Linked DNA regions of Mus musculus: region 2 is linked to region 1. A link is a contact called in public Hi-C data. All regions are on one chromosome and are shown on one strand. Each heading gives the region's core, a stretch centred on a gene start, on an enhancer-like site or on the middle of the called end of the contact. The rest is flanking DNA. Distances are from core to core; before and after follow the strand shown.

Region 1 (6,568 bases), core at 1,656-4,155:
TTATTTTGAAATCTCAGAGATCTGGTTCTTGATTTTTTTTTTTAACATCCTCATGAGAGGGGACTGAAAATCTTCAAGAGGAAGATCTGTGTCAGAAGAGAGGGGGTGAGGAATGCAAACCACCAAGCTGGTCAGGGGAGATGGGCAGAGGGAGAGAAGGAGAGAGGGAAATGGGATGGGGTCTGGAGGCAAACTTGAGAGGCCCAAAACATAAATCAAAAGCCCAAGTTGGAGGGCAGGGGCAAATATCCAAAAGGAAGAGGCTGAAGGCAATGATGTGGACAGGGTCGAGGGCCCGGGCTTCAGGAAGTCTAGCTGTTGTCAGCCTATATGGCTGAAGCCGTTCTTCACTGCTTCTGCTGTTTCTTAGCATCCTCCGGTAGACGGAGGGGGGGAAAGCACAAAGAAATAAAGAAAAAGCTTTGTGTATCTTTGTGGAAACAAAGCACTAGTTAAAAATAGTGTGCACAGCGAGGACAGTGTGCTAACACGAGGGGCCTGGCAGCGCTTGCATTTGCACAATCTGTCCCGCGAGGAGAGCAGAGGTAAGCGAAGCAATTAGGAATTTCATGCTGATTGCTTCAAGCATGATCCCCCTCCCACCCCCAAGCCATAAAGATAATAGCATAAAGGATATGGCCTTGCTGTGTCTCCCTTCCTCTGTTTGACAACTTCTGCCTTCTGTCTCTGGGAGCCTTTTTTAGCTGCCATGTTGGAGAACTCAAGATGTTAGCTTAGCCGGGCTGGTGCCACCTGACGGAGCCAATCAGTTCCATACCAGAAAAAGCAGCTTTTCGTGCCCCGGTCTCTGACTGACAACAAATCCCAAAGAGGAGGCTGCTGCCAAGTTGTCTTTGTCTATAGAAAGGGAGGCTTAAAGATCTTTGGAGATGGCCTGCTGGCCTATAAATCCAACCAGGACTTCTATGGACCCAAGTGCTGTCCCCACCCTAAACGATTCGCTACAGCTGGATCCCCAGAGCGACTCTCATGAGGACCTCGGAGTAATCAAAGCAAAGAATAAAATAAAAGGAGGTGAGGGATAAAACTATTAACTTTTGCCTTTTTAAAAAAGTACTTTATAGCTAGATTGTATAGGCCAATCTCGAAGACTAATACAGGGGGAAAAAAAAGTGCAATTAAATCCTTGAAAAACTGACAGATCAGCAAAACAAAACCACCCGGAGGAGAACCCGATGGAGCCTCATTAAGAAAGAGTTCAGCCTGTTTTTAAAACCCTTCTTAACACTTAGCTAGGTACCTCCCAGCAGTGAGAGCTCCCAATGCGGCTGGTATAATTAGTGTCAGAGTGTGTGTGTGGGGGGGGGGGGGGAGAGAATCAGTCTAGGAAATAGAAATTAAAACACAAATTTAGGAGGGAGGGGGGAAGTTCAAATGGAAAAACCATTCTAAATTCAAGCAACAAATACCCATCGGTCTCTTTGAGGGCAATGGGGAGACTGCAAAATTCTCTCCGGTCTGCCCAGATAAATGGGTTCCAATTATACAGAGAAAGGGCTGGGCCACGGGGAGAGATTTATGCCGCAATTCTCCATCTTCAATCTCTCCCCTTCCCCCAAAATATATTCCATGCTGTGGTCAGCTCCACTCCAGGAGGCTGGGTTAATGGCAGATGGATGGCAAAATGCTCCAACCTCAACATCAGTTATACCCGGCACATCTGACAATGGAGAAAATGAGATCAGGTGACAGATTTCCACACCTTCCGCCATCAGGATCCCCCAACACTGGAGTGCATGCATGCGTGCATGCGTGCGAAATGGCGCTGTGTGCGTGAGAGCTCTGGTAAACGCATTACATGTGCCGCTGCCGGTCTGTAATAAGGAGGCGTGGGGCTGAGGTCCATTAGAGAAGGAAGAGCAGGCCACTGAGGAAGAAACACTCTGGAGATAGGGAAGACGGCAGGGAGATGAAGCCTTTAATAAAATCAGGCAAATTGTAATTTATTCTGCAGAGAGAGAGAGAGAGAGAGAGAGAGAGAGAGAGAGAGAGAGAGAGAGAGAGGGAGGAGGGAATTACAGGTTCCAAGGCTGGTCTGGAAACCAAGGGAAGGTTTCCCTTTGAGAAAGCAAGCCTTAAAGTCTGTTTGAGTTCAGGCAAGAGGAATATGGAGCCCAGAGCTCCAGCCAGAGAAACTGGGGGTGTCGGGGGTTCGGTGCACCATAGCTCTCTGATTACACCAGCAAGTTCAAAGAGGGCTGGCAGATTTTTCTCACTGTGATAGGAGACAGGGACGGCAATCGCAGCCCAGTTCATGCTGGCCTCGGACTGGAGAACGGAGGGAGCATCTCCTTCGTTTGGTCACAAGTGCCACCTTTCCCCACAGGAGGAACTTAACTGCTAATTTGTTGTGGCTGTCTTGCAGAGTCCAGGCTAGCCCAGAACCCCATCTGTAGCTGAGGCGGTCCATGGACTCTGGATTCCCCAGTTTATACCTCTCAGCTCCTAGGATCACAGGCATGTTTAGGATTTTGCTTTTTACCTGTTGAAAACTATTAGAAAACTAATAAACAAACAAACAAACAAACAAACAGGGGGAAAGCCCTAGAAAAAAAACATATCAGGACTCATCAGAAGTCAGAGGTCAGTCGCCCGCTGTTACCAAAAGGCTCCATGTTTAGACTGCTATCAGAAAGCCGTGGTGTTAATTAAACGATGTCATGAAGTCACTTTGGCTCCCTGTATGGGCCAGCACTCCAGCAGCACAACTTTGGCTTCTCTGAAGGCAAAGACACTGATGCGACCGTGTATGGGCAACTCACGCCAGAAGCGGTGCCCGGCTGCCATGCCTTTGCTGTGCAAACAAGAGAAAGCTGGCAGGCCTGGCACAGCACCTGCACTTCAGTCAGACCACAAAAGTCAGCAGCACTGCACCGCTGCTCATAGCTGAGCAGGAGGGACTATTCAAAGGGTCCTACAAAACCCGGCGGCTTCGGGGTGGGGGTGGGTGGGTGGTGGTGAGCAGCTTCCGGTTACCAGGGTAAAAGTAGTACGTCTCCACTGACACCGGGGCCACATGCAGCTAGCTTATACCACAGCGTCTTTTAACGAGGGGGGACTTGCAGAGCACACATCCCTACAGATGTCTAATTCACCTGCAAGCCCCACCCTGATGCTTTTATGCCCCTTGGAAGGGGAGCTGCCCAGGCATCTGGGTGGAGTTCAGGTTCACAATCCCTGGGAAGGCCCAGATGTCTTATGAGTCCCAAGCGTAGGGGAAGCTGTACTATGGCTCCTGCCCCAATCTCCCATAATACTCAGGAAGCTGGGACCCCATGGGTAACTGGTTTCTGCTCTGAGACACATAGTAGGGACAGGAAGGTGGTCACTCTTTGCCGGGCTGTACTAAATGAACAGCTGGGGCCATCTTCGTCCCCTGTGATGTACACTTTGCTGGGTGAGTGAGGTTTGGCTCACAGAAAGCAGCCGGGCAGACTGGCTAGCTTTCACTTTCTATCGCCCATCAAAAAAGAATCCAGTCACCGGCTTTTCCCTCTGGGCCTGCCAGAAGGGAGAACTCCACGCTGACACCTGCAGGCGAAGATGCAGAATGCACCTCCTCAGGCGCGCATGGATGGTGCCCCTCTCCACCTAGACTCCCCAGCCTGCTGGAAACACACTTCCACTCTTGGTCCAACACCAGAGAGAAAAGATGGCCAGCCAAAGCTGACTAAATGGCCTGATAGGCACGCCCCGCACTTGGCCAACTTCTTAGTCATTTCTGACAAAGCTAGAGAAAGAAAACTTTAGCGACTGCTCATCAGCTGCCAAGACGTGCTTATCCAAAACACCAGGCTAGCCCAATGACATTTTAGGCCTTTACAGACCAACAACCCCATTTTGACTTTTCATGGACAAGCTAGTTCTTTAGGTAATCTGGATAATAGGATTTTTTTAAAAAGTAAACAGTAAAAGAAAAAAAAAATCTTTGGAAGTTGCCAAAGGCAGAGGAAAGTTTTGCTACCATCCTGTCTTGGATGTGGAATGTGGTGGGGGTTGGGGTAACTTCACTTAATGCTCCCCCTAGCCCCTAAACTCCTACGGCGAGACTGACCAACACCAGGATCAGACATGGAAGAAATCATTTTAGATCAAGTCCAGAACCCAAATTCAAACCCTACGAAGCTGACTCCAGGCCTTGTTTATCCTTCCTTCCTTCACGGACAGAAGGTTAATACGAGAGCAACTCCTTGGCAGACCTTTCTGGGTAGCTGGAGCGACACTGATTCGAATCAATGTTCCTTTTGTGAACGCATTACTTGGCAGAAACTGGCTTTCTGAAACCCCCTTAAACACAGCCGGCGAGACAAAAAGAAGGGGGGAAGTGTCCTTCAAACAAAGGGATGAGGTGAAAATAGAGAGTCGACGGCGCTTCGTTCTTTTTCATAGAAGCAAATGGATCTAGGGCTTTCATACATTAATCAATCAATATCACTGACTGTACATCAGCAGGGTAGCCAAGTTATGAACGACCTTTCTGGCCAAGAGGACACTTTTAATGCTCATAAGACTGCTCATAGGCTTAGCGGCTTCCCGAATTTGTGCCTGCATGATTACCCCTTGGAGGCGAGCGGTCGGCCGTTAGCACTGCGCTAAATATGGCAAGGTTAGTCGTGTCCAATTTGCACACAGAGGAGGAGAGACTTGGACCGGGCCACCCAGTTTACGCTTGAGTTGCTGCAACCTGGGTGACACGGAGGGAGCTGGCCTAGCTTTCCTCGGGAAGGAAGAGCCTGCCAGGCCTCCTGTGTGGTTCCAGGCTAATCTAAACAAGGAGCTTGTAGGAGACTAGGCTGGATTGCTAGGCTTAGCTAACGTCCTGTCAGGTCCTGTGCCCTCTGTGCTGGCAGACAGCCGCACTGACCACAGTGGGCACTCCCAGGCCTCTCCCTAGACTCTAGGTCAGCCCCAAGACTCCTCCCCATCCTCCCTGCTCTCCTCCCAAAAGAGGGTCAAACTTCCACCTCTCTGAGGTGTTTTTTTTTTCCCCCTTCCCGGTAGGGACCCACAAAAGGGCATCTTACACTAATCCACAAACACCCAACCTGAAGAAACAAACTTGGCCCAGCCAACCAACCCAGCATTATGCTCATGCCTACAAGGCAGAACAGGTCCCTCAATTCTACTCTGAGGGGGTGGAAATGGGCAAAGGGCGAGTGGGCGAGCCCTGGTTTGTATTTCTATGACAACAATGTAGTATCAGAGAAGTCACATGGGGCAGGACAAAACCCCAGCCCCTCCCCATCTACATTTTCCTCTTCCAGGCTTCTAGCTCCTCAGCTGTACCAACAGTGCCTGCAGAGGCCTGGTGGCCTCCACACGTGGCCCCTCCTTTCCCTGTCACCCAGAGTGAGAAACAATCCCTTTGAAGAATTTTAAATATCGCTTTAACTGCCTATAAATTACCACAGAAGCAGCCACAGGCAATGGGGTGCTGAGCTCTATCATGCTGGGAAAATTTAAGGTAAGAAGGGCTGACACTACTAGAAAATGTAATTTCTGTTTTGAACCAATGGAACACAGGTCCATGCTAGCTGTTCCCACTGGGGCAGTGTCATCCAGCCTTTCCCATTCTGTCAGATACTGATCTGTGCATGCCTTTCTTTTCCTCTGCAGAGCTGACAATCTGATGACTTAACAGTGATTAACCGCACCCCCAACCTTCCAGGTTTTCATTATTTAGAAAAGTAACTTCTGCCTCCTTTAAAACTTTGTGTGTGTGCATGCATGTTTGTGTGTGTTTGTATATGTGTATCTGTGAGTGTGCATATGCATGTTTGTGTGTTTGTATATGTGTATCTGTGTGTGTGTGCACATGCATGTTTGTGTGTGTTTGTATATATGTGTATCTGTGTGTGTGCACATGCATGTTTGTGTGTGTTTGTATATATGTGTATCTGTGTGTGTGCACATGCATGTTTGTGTGTGTTTGTATATATGTGTATCTGTGTGTGTGCATGTATGTTTGTGTGTGTTTATATATGTGTATCTGTGTGTGTGCACATGCATGTTTGTGTGTGTTTGTATATATGTGTATCTGTGTGTGTGCACATGCATGTTTGTGTGTTTGTATATATGTGTATCTGTGTGTGTATGCACATACATGTTTGTGTGTGTGCACATGCATGTTTGTGTGTGTTTGTATATGTGTATCTGTGTGTGTGCGCATGCATGTTTGTGTGTGTGTTTGTATATATGTGTGTGTGTGTGCACATGCATGTTTGTGTGTGTTTGTATATATATGTATCTGTGTGTGTGTGTGTTTGTATATATGTGTATCTGTGTGTGTGTGTGTGTGTGTGTGTGTGTGTGTGTGTGTGTGTGTGTGCGCGTGTGCGTGCCTGTCTGTCTGTGTTCTGAAACACAGTCATGGCATGTAATCCAAGCTCAGACTTGTGGCAATCCTGCCTCAGCCTCCAAGTCACAAACATCTGGATCATTTCTGCAGCTGTGACACTGTGGTGCTCACTCACTGAGTGTGGCCGCTCAGGGCAGGATGGACCTTATCTCTCTGTCAGACATCTGGCAGCTTCCCTGAGATCTCTCA
Region 2 (6,568 bases), core at 1,166-3,665, 580 kb before region 1:
GATGTCAAGTCTGTACTCCATTCCAGAATTCTACTCATCTCCAGATAAGGGGATTCAGGCCTCTAGAAGACCATACTAAATCAGTCTCCACCTCTCCCTTAGAGCTCGTGGATGTGTGTGTGTGTGTGTGTGTGTGTGTGTGTGAGAGAGAGAGAGAGAGAGAGAGAGAGAGAGAGAGAGAGAGACAGACAGACAGACAGACAGACAGACAGATACAGATACAGACAGACAGACAGACAGAAGGAAAGAGAAAGACTGGGGAGAAAGCACAGGAGAAAGAATTTTTGAAAACCCTTGGATTGACTCAGAAACAGACTCTGCAAGTGTTTATCACTCACCCCATACTTCTGGATGGACAGAACATTGAAAGTTCAACAGTATCTTTACCCTTTGCTTCTGGATATGGGAGAAAGATCAACACAAGGGATATTGACACCGCAGGCTCTGTCTAGACTCCCCCAAGAAGAAGCATGTTCAAGCATCGCTTGTGTAAGAGAACACGGAGACAGAGCACAGGGTACCTGGACTGCTCATCTGCTGAGCTTCCCATCATCTCTGCTGAATACAGAACAGGAAGGTCCCTGGCCAGGCTTCTGGCTTCAGTGCTGGCATCTTTGATGCTGCCGCCTTACTTTGCACTTGCAGTCAGCAATCTGCAAGCATAACACCTGTCTTGCAATTCCTCATAGGAAAGCTGCTGAGTGGGACTAAAACTTTAACCTTACACTTCACCTCATGCCCATCGGTGACAGCCATCCATGCACACACTCTGCTTAGAGCAGCTGCATCGACACATTGATGGATCTGTGCTTTAAGAAGAATTTCTTTTCTTATACAGGAAATAACTCCTTGGTGGTATAGAAAATGTGTTCGTATTAGCCGGGCCAAATTCATTCATGCTTCCATTAAGGAATCTCTATAGCTACTAGCCCAATCTTTACATTCTTTAAAACTACTGTTCTAGTTTGTCTTGCCCCTATTCTTCATGAATAGCAGGTCGGAGTTCCCCATAAGACTTCTGGCTCAGTATCTCACAGGGAGACATTAGGATGTCAGTATAATTCCTTTTTAAAGAAAGCTTTGGGTTGGGGCAGTGGCTCAATCAGTAAAGTATTTGCTGCGCAAGTATGAAAGCCCATGCTTGACTCCACAGCATCTCTGTAAACATCAGGCACGGTGGTATGTGTCTGTAATTCCAACACCAGGGAGGCAGAGACAGACAGCATGGTCCTGGGAGCCTGCTACCCAGCCAGTCTATCTAGATAGGTGAGCTCCAGTTTCCTAGAGAGATTCTATCTCAAAACAAAAACAAAAACAAAAACCAAAAAACCAAAAAACCAAAACTGTTTGGAGACCAACTGAGATGCCTGCCATTGTTCTTTGGCACACCTGGACACTTGCGTAGGTATGTGTCCGTGCACACACATACCCACAGACAGCCATAGTATCACTAGCCTGCTCGATGGTCTACGGGCAGCACTTGCCAAATTTAGTTGGTTTTAAGGATGCAGAATCACCTGGAGATTCTGACTCTGCTGGTCTGAGACACACTAGCGATCCATATTTTACACTAGTAGTAGCCTATGGCTCTCACAGCTAGGCAAGGGCAGGAGACACTGCCTTGCTTTACATAATGGGTTCTGGCCACAGAGCTGCATGCGATTGTAACCAGGCTTAGCAGAAGCCACGAGCAAAAAGAGAGTGTGGAGATTTTGAGAGAGAGAGAGAGAGAGAGAGAGAGAGATTGAGAGAGAGAGCTCCATCTGTGAGTCATGGGGTGACCTCACCAGGTAATTGGGCACCCAGGGTCACTGCAGCCACCTGGAAGCTTCTGATAGAGAAAGCTTTGGGGAATCTTTTATTAACATATTTAATATGCCTGACTAAGGGGAAAACATACACAAAGCTAGGAGGCCTTGTTAGCAAGCCATCCCTGCATAATTCTTGGCCAGGAAATAATGACTTCTCTCCCAGGAAAGGTTTAGTTTAACCCTTAGCTTGCCTTTTTCCAGGGGCAAGCCAGTGGACATGTATAACCCTTCCTAGGTTAGTAGACGGGTAGGGATGGGCAAGGGCTGTCCCCGGGGTCTTTTTGGAAGTGCCCAGTGGAAGTACAAGTCACAGAAAGCATCATTATGGAGCAGGGTTATGGCTTCCATGAGAGAGCAGTCTTCCATGTTACGCCCCAGGCTGCCTCCTCCTCTATTGGGGTCAGCTTTGAGGACCTTTGGGGACCCCCACAGAATTGACCCATGACAAGAAATCTCTCTGCCTCGTGGTTATGGCTGAGAGGTGACAGCAGCTCTTTTGCTGCTGAGCATTGAGTAAGATGAAGTGCAGAGGCTTAGTGGGCAGCAGAAATCAGAACCATGTGTCTCTGAGAGTGGGGTGGAAACTCAGAGCTGTGGCTTTTCCAGACTGCCTTGGTCGCTCTGCCTCGGCTCCACAACACACACACCTGCACACCAGACCTAGGTAGGTATGATGCTAACTTGCCCCTCTCCCCAACAAAGTTGGCCCATCCCCCCATGGGAAATGTTTTGTTTGGTGGCAATAGCTAAGAGAAAATAGAACACTCTCTCCTTGTTTACAGACGAATCATTCTGCATCAGAGGTGACTTGTTTTCCACCCTTGCAAGAGTCTGACGGGGGCTTTTCCTTTCTTTTCCTTCTCTTCCTTCATTTCATTTCTTTTTTTTTTCTTTTGCCTTTTTCATAAATAAATATTTTAACTGGAAATTTCCAAGTGTATGACAGGCCTAGAATGTGAACTTGAATGTACTGTAATAGAAATCATCAGTTGCCATGGCGACCTGTTCCAAGAGCAGAGTCACGTGAGCGGAGAGCGCTCAGTAATACTAACACATCAGAGAGCGAGGCCACTTAACCTCAATCGCTTCCAGCTATTGTGCAGAATGCAATTGAATTTATTCCTAATTTCTGCCAGTGCCAAGGAACAAAATTTCCCTGCAGATTTTAATCTTACTCAGGCAGTGCCAGCCGGCGCTCAGACGCTGTTCAACACCAATATTCAACCCGGCTACTCGCCCACTTTACAGCTCCATTTTCTTATTCTTATCTGCAATAATAGCTTCCCTCTGCCTGCTGGATCCCGCACATCCCCCTGCCCTGGGGAGAACTGCCCTTCTCCTTCCCACGTGGCCGTGCGGTTTTCTCTGACTCTGGCTGCTAATGCAAGAAACACAGCCTTTATAATAATACCAATAAAAAAAAAAAAGACAGCAATAGTCGCCCCACCCCACCCCCACCCCTTTCCCCTAAACCTGTTGTGAAATACAATTTCTGTCAGCTTTTGACTGTGCTTTGGAATAGCACAATTAACAGCCCCATCATAATGAGGCAAAGCCCATGGGGTCAGTGAATAATGGAATCAAAGGGTGAGTTTTCAGTCTCCATCACAGTCACCTCCCTCCCGGCCCCCCAACCAGGGGAGCAGCCCAGACGCCCAGGAGGTACAGCCGCCTATCACAGAACACTCATTTCGAGAGCTTATCAGCTTCCATGAAGGCTGATAAATCAGAGTGTCTCATACGGACAGTCTCAAGTTAGCCGTGTCATCGATCCCTCCTCCCCTTTTAAGCTATTTGTCTTATTCACTTCCAAAGATGGTATCAGAGATGCCAAATGAGCCTTTGTTTTCCGTGCTCTTGGGCAGCCTAGGGTGAGTTGCCCGTCTTGCTGCAGGGACGGGGGAAATCGTTCTTCCGGGTTTAGTCCTTTGTTTCCAGCCCAAGGTCACCTCTGGCCCCTTGGTTCAGGTGTTGTCAGCAGTCTGTCTGTGTTCAGAGGCAGGAGGCGGAGTCCTCCTAGCTGACAGTCTTTGCATGGCCCTAGCCCTCCAGTGACCTTCCTCTTTTATGGATGCTACTTTAAAAAAGATGTAAAACCTGCTGGAATAACTAAATGGAGTCTAGGTAGAGTCCAGCTCTCAGAGAGTCCATGTTGAAGGTCACGCAAAAGGAACCTTAAAAATAGGGAAATTATTGGATATCTTTTTTTTTTTGGGGGGGGGGAGGAAAAAAAAAGGTAGTTTCTGTGGTGGCTTGCATTAGTGGGTGGGTGTCTCTAAATGGCTGAGGAAGACATCATTGCAAATGCCTTTCTCAGCCAGTACCTGACCATTGTTCTAACACTGTGGTGGGACAGGGAATGTGATGCAAGCCCAGGGGAGGCATAATGGCCCTGTGGAATTAGGATAGGTGGCTGTCAGGGGTTCTGGCTCTACATAAAGAACTTGGTAACTATGGAAATCTTCATGGGGTAGATGGGGAGAGAAGCAGCCAGAGAGAAGAGAAGTCACGTGATGAATTTGGTGTCAGTGGCACAATGTTTGGATTCAGAAAGAGAAAAACCACACGCTAAGCATGGCTCTCTGCCAGCCCTGCTGTGGGGGAGTCCCTAGAAGGTCCTTGTCAAACAGCCTGGCCCCACACTTGCCTATGTACAGAGCAGGGTTCCAAGGTTCCCTTGTAGGTAGGAGCCAGCTTGCTAGCTCCTACCTGCTGGGCTGTGAGGAAAGGTAGTTTTTATTGTTGTTGTTTTGTTTTTAAACTGGTAATTGCCTCTAGTCACAAAGTTGAGTATTTTTTTTTTCTTTTTAGAGTATTATTTTACTTTTGTTTTATTTTTGTTGTTGGTGTTGTTGTTGTTTTCTTGAGACAGGGTTTCTCTTGATAACCTTGGCCTTGCTGGAACTTGCTTTGTAAATGAAGCTGGTCTTGGACACCTAGATCCAAGTCTCTGCCTCCCAAGCGCTGGGAATTAAAGGTGTGTTGCAACCACTGTCAGGCGAGAGTATGTTTTCTAAGCAACAGAGGCTTGCTATTTAAAGGAACCTGGTTTCCATTCTTACTAGTCTAAAACCCTCATGATCCTCTGACCAGAGCTGTTCAGTGATCCAGCACCTTGGAAAGTTCTGGGAGGTGGTTTAATCTGTGTTTAATCAATGTTTCTTTTGACAGGATAGTCTTCTAGAGGAACACACCCAGGAAAAGACTGAGCCTCCGGGTCTCCAAAAGAAGAGAGACAGGATGTGAGGAGAAAGCCAGGGCTTTGTGTGCCTGGTGGATGTCATTAAGGGGAAGGCAGTCTCTGCTATTATGCTAATACTGGCCATTGCAATTTTATTATGTTCATTAGTCTAGAGTCAAGGAATAACACCATTACAATTCTTATAGCTTTGCAAAGGACTTTTCTAACTGTTATCTTAGTTGATCTATACAGTCTACCCTGGGATGTCCGTGGAGTGTATTTTATGGATTGGGCTAGCATGAACTCTCAAAAAGTGTACCACCTAGGCCAGTGCTGTCTCATGGCCCTTGACCTTACTAAACAGGCTGATGGCCAGGGTGCCTTCTGGGGGACTCAGCTCAAGGAGGCTCTTTTTCAGCCCAGTTTGCTAGAGTCCTGGTTTGAACTGAATCAGCTGTGAGTCCACATAAGAGATGGGTTCCTGAGTTTGGTGTGGATTCTTCTCAGTGAGGGGAGGTAACCCAACTTCTGTCCAGTGCTATCTCCAGGGAGCCTTGACTCCTAGGAGCTAATGGGGAGTTCAGTCTCAGTCTCCTTTCCAAGTAGTTGCCCCACAAACTTGCCCCAGAAGCAGGGAGACTCAGAGTAGACACAGCCTCTGAGGCTTGGATGTGACCATGCTCTGACAGAAGACAGAACACTATGTTTCCAGCTGACAAGTAATGGAAGACACAGGTGGCCTCACCTCTCTGTGCATCTTCTTCCATCTCTATTCCATATTAGTGGGACACAGATGTGGTCGGGGCGGGCTGGGAGGCAGCCGTATCTCTAACAACAGGAGGCAGATTTTCTTCTCAGTTGTGGCGATGGAGCCAACGGCTTAGTGCTCCCAAGGCAAGTGCTCTGCCACTGAGCTAAATCCCGAACTCCTCAAAATAGACTTTTAACCCTGGCTGTTGGAGTAAGGACACATGAAAGGCTTCGTGGAAATGGCCCCACGGAAGCATCTGGCTTGATGGTTATTTTCACCGATAGGGAAAAAAAAAAAGAATTCCCGGCTGCCCCAACTTTCTATGGATACTACCATCAGATACATATTACAGATGATACCCTGAGAACGTCTGGTTGCTATTGAGATGTGTCAGCATCTGATATGAGTTAACCTGATGGGTTGGCCCCAGTCAGGAGGTGCATAGTCCGGCATGGCAAAGTCTCTCTGGCCTCCAGGACCAACTAACGCCTGAGCTCTTAGGGCATCGGTGATGGCCAATCCTAAAAGAGGATTTGGAAATGGATGCTGTTGAGCTTCTTGGTTGTTCAAATGACTGGGGAGGGGCAGCCAACATTTGCTCTCCTCCAAGCAGTGACATTAACCATCCATCAGTGAGTAGACAGCTCCACAGGAAGGTCGGTGTTCTTCAAGTGGGAGGGGATATTTAGGAGTGTGGGCTTAATGTGTTAAAGAAAGACAAAGATGGGGCCTGGAAGATAGTCACTCGGTAAAGTGCTTGACCTGAAATCAGTCCTCAGAACTAACATAACTCCAAGTCTGGGAATGTTAGTGTGTACTTGTCAT

What was found. A called contact is a pair of places that touch in the nucleus more often than the background predicts.
Region 2: a Hi-C map of cerebral cortex shows a contact between it and region 1, with 3 times the contacts expected there. The contact joins two enhancer-like sites. A contact is called at or near these places in 1 of 15 datasets of contacts at CTCF or cohesin (hippocampal excitatory neurons), 4 of 484 Hi-C or Micro-C datasets (the N1E-115 cell line, cerebral cortex, embryonic stem cells and 1 more) and 1 of 115 datasets of contacts at active chromatin or transcription factors (astrocytes).

What each region holds. Positions count from the first base shown.
Region 1 is chr8:108,883,783-108,890,350 of GRCm38.p6, reverse strand. All of the region lies in intron 4 of Zfhx3 (zinc finger homeobox 3), which reads right to left. Among named protein-coding and RNA genes, the nearest start is that of Mir3108, 50 kb to the left of the region's middle. Within about 2 kb of position 2,905, at least 175 of the 459 cell types and tissues checked have an H3K27ac peak or open chromatin away from gene starts, as enhancers often do. A contact at or near this core is called in the N1E-115 cell line and cerebral cortex, where this site is marked.
Region 2 is chr8:109,461,073-109,467,640 of GRCm38.p6, reverse strand. Gm35145 (a long non-coding RNA gene) reads left to right here and starts at 6,472. Exons shown (of 5, transcript XR_003947450.1): 1 at 6,472-6,568. It also overlaps a transcript of Pmfbp1 not described here. Within about 2 kb of position 2,415, at least 72 of the 459 cell types and tissues checked have an H3K27ac peak or open chromatin away from gene starts, as enhancers often do. A contact at or near this core is called in the N1E-115 cell line and cerebral cortex, where this site is marked.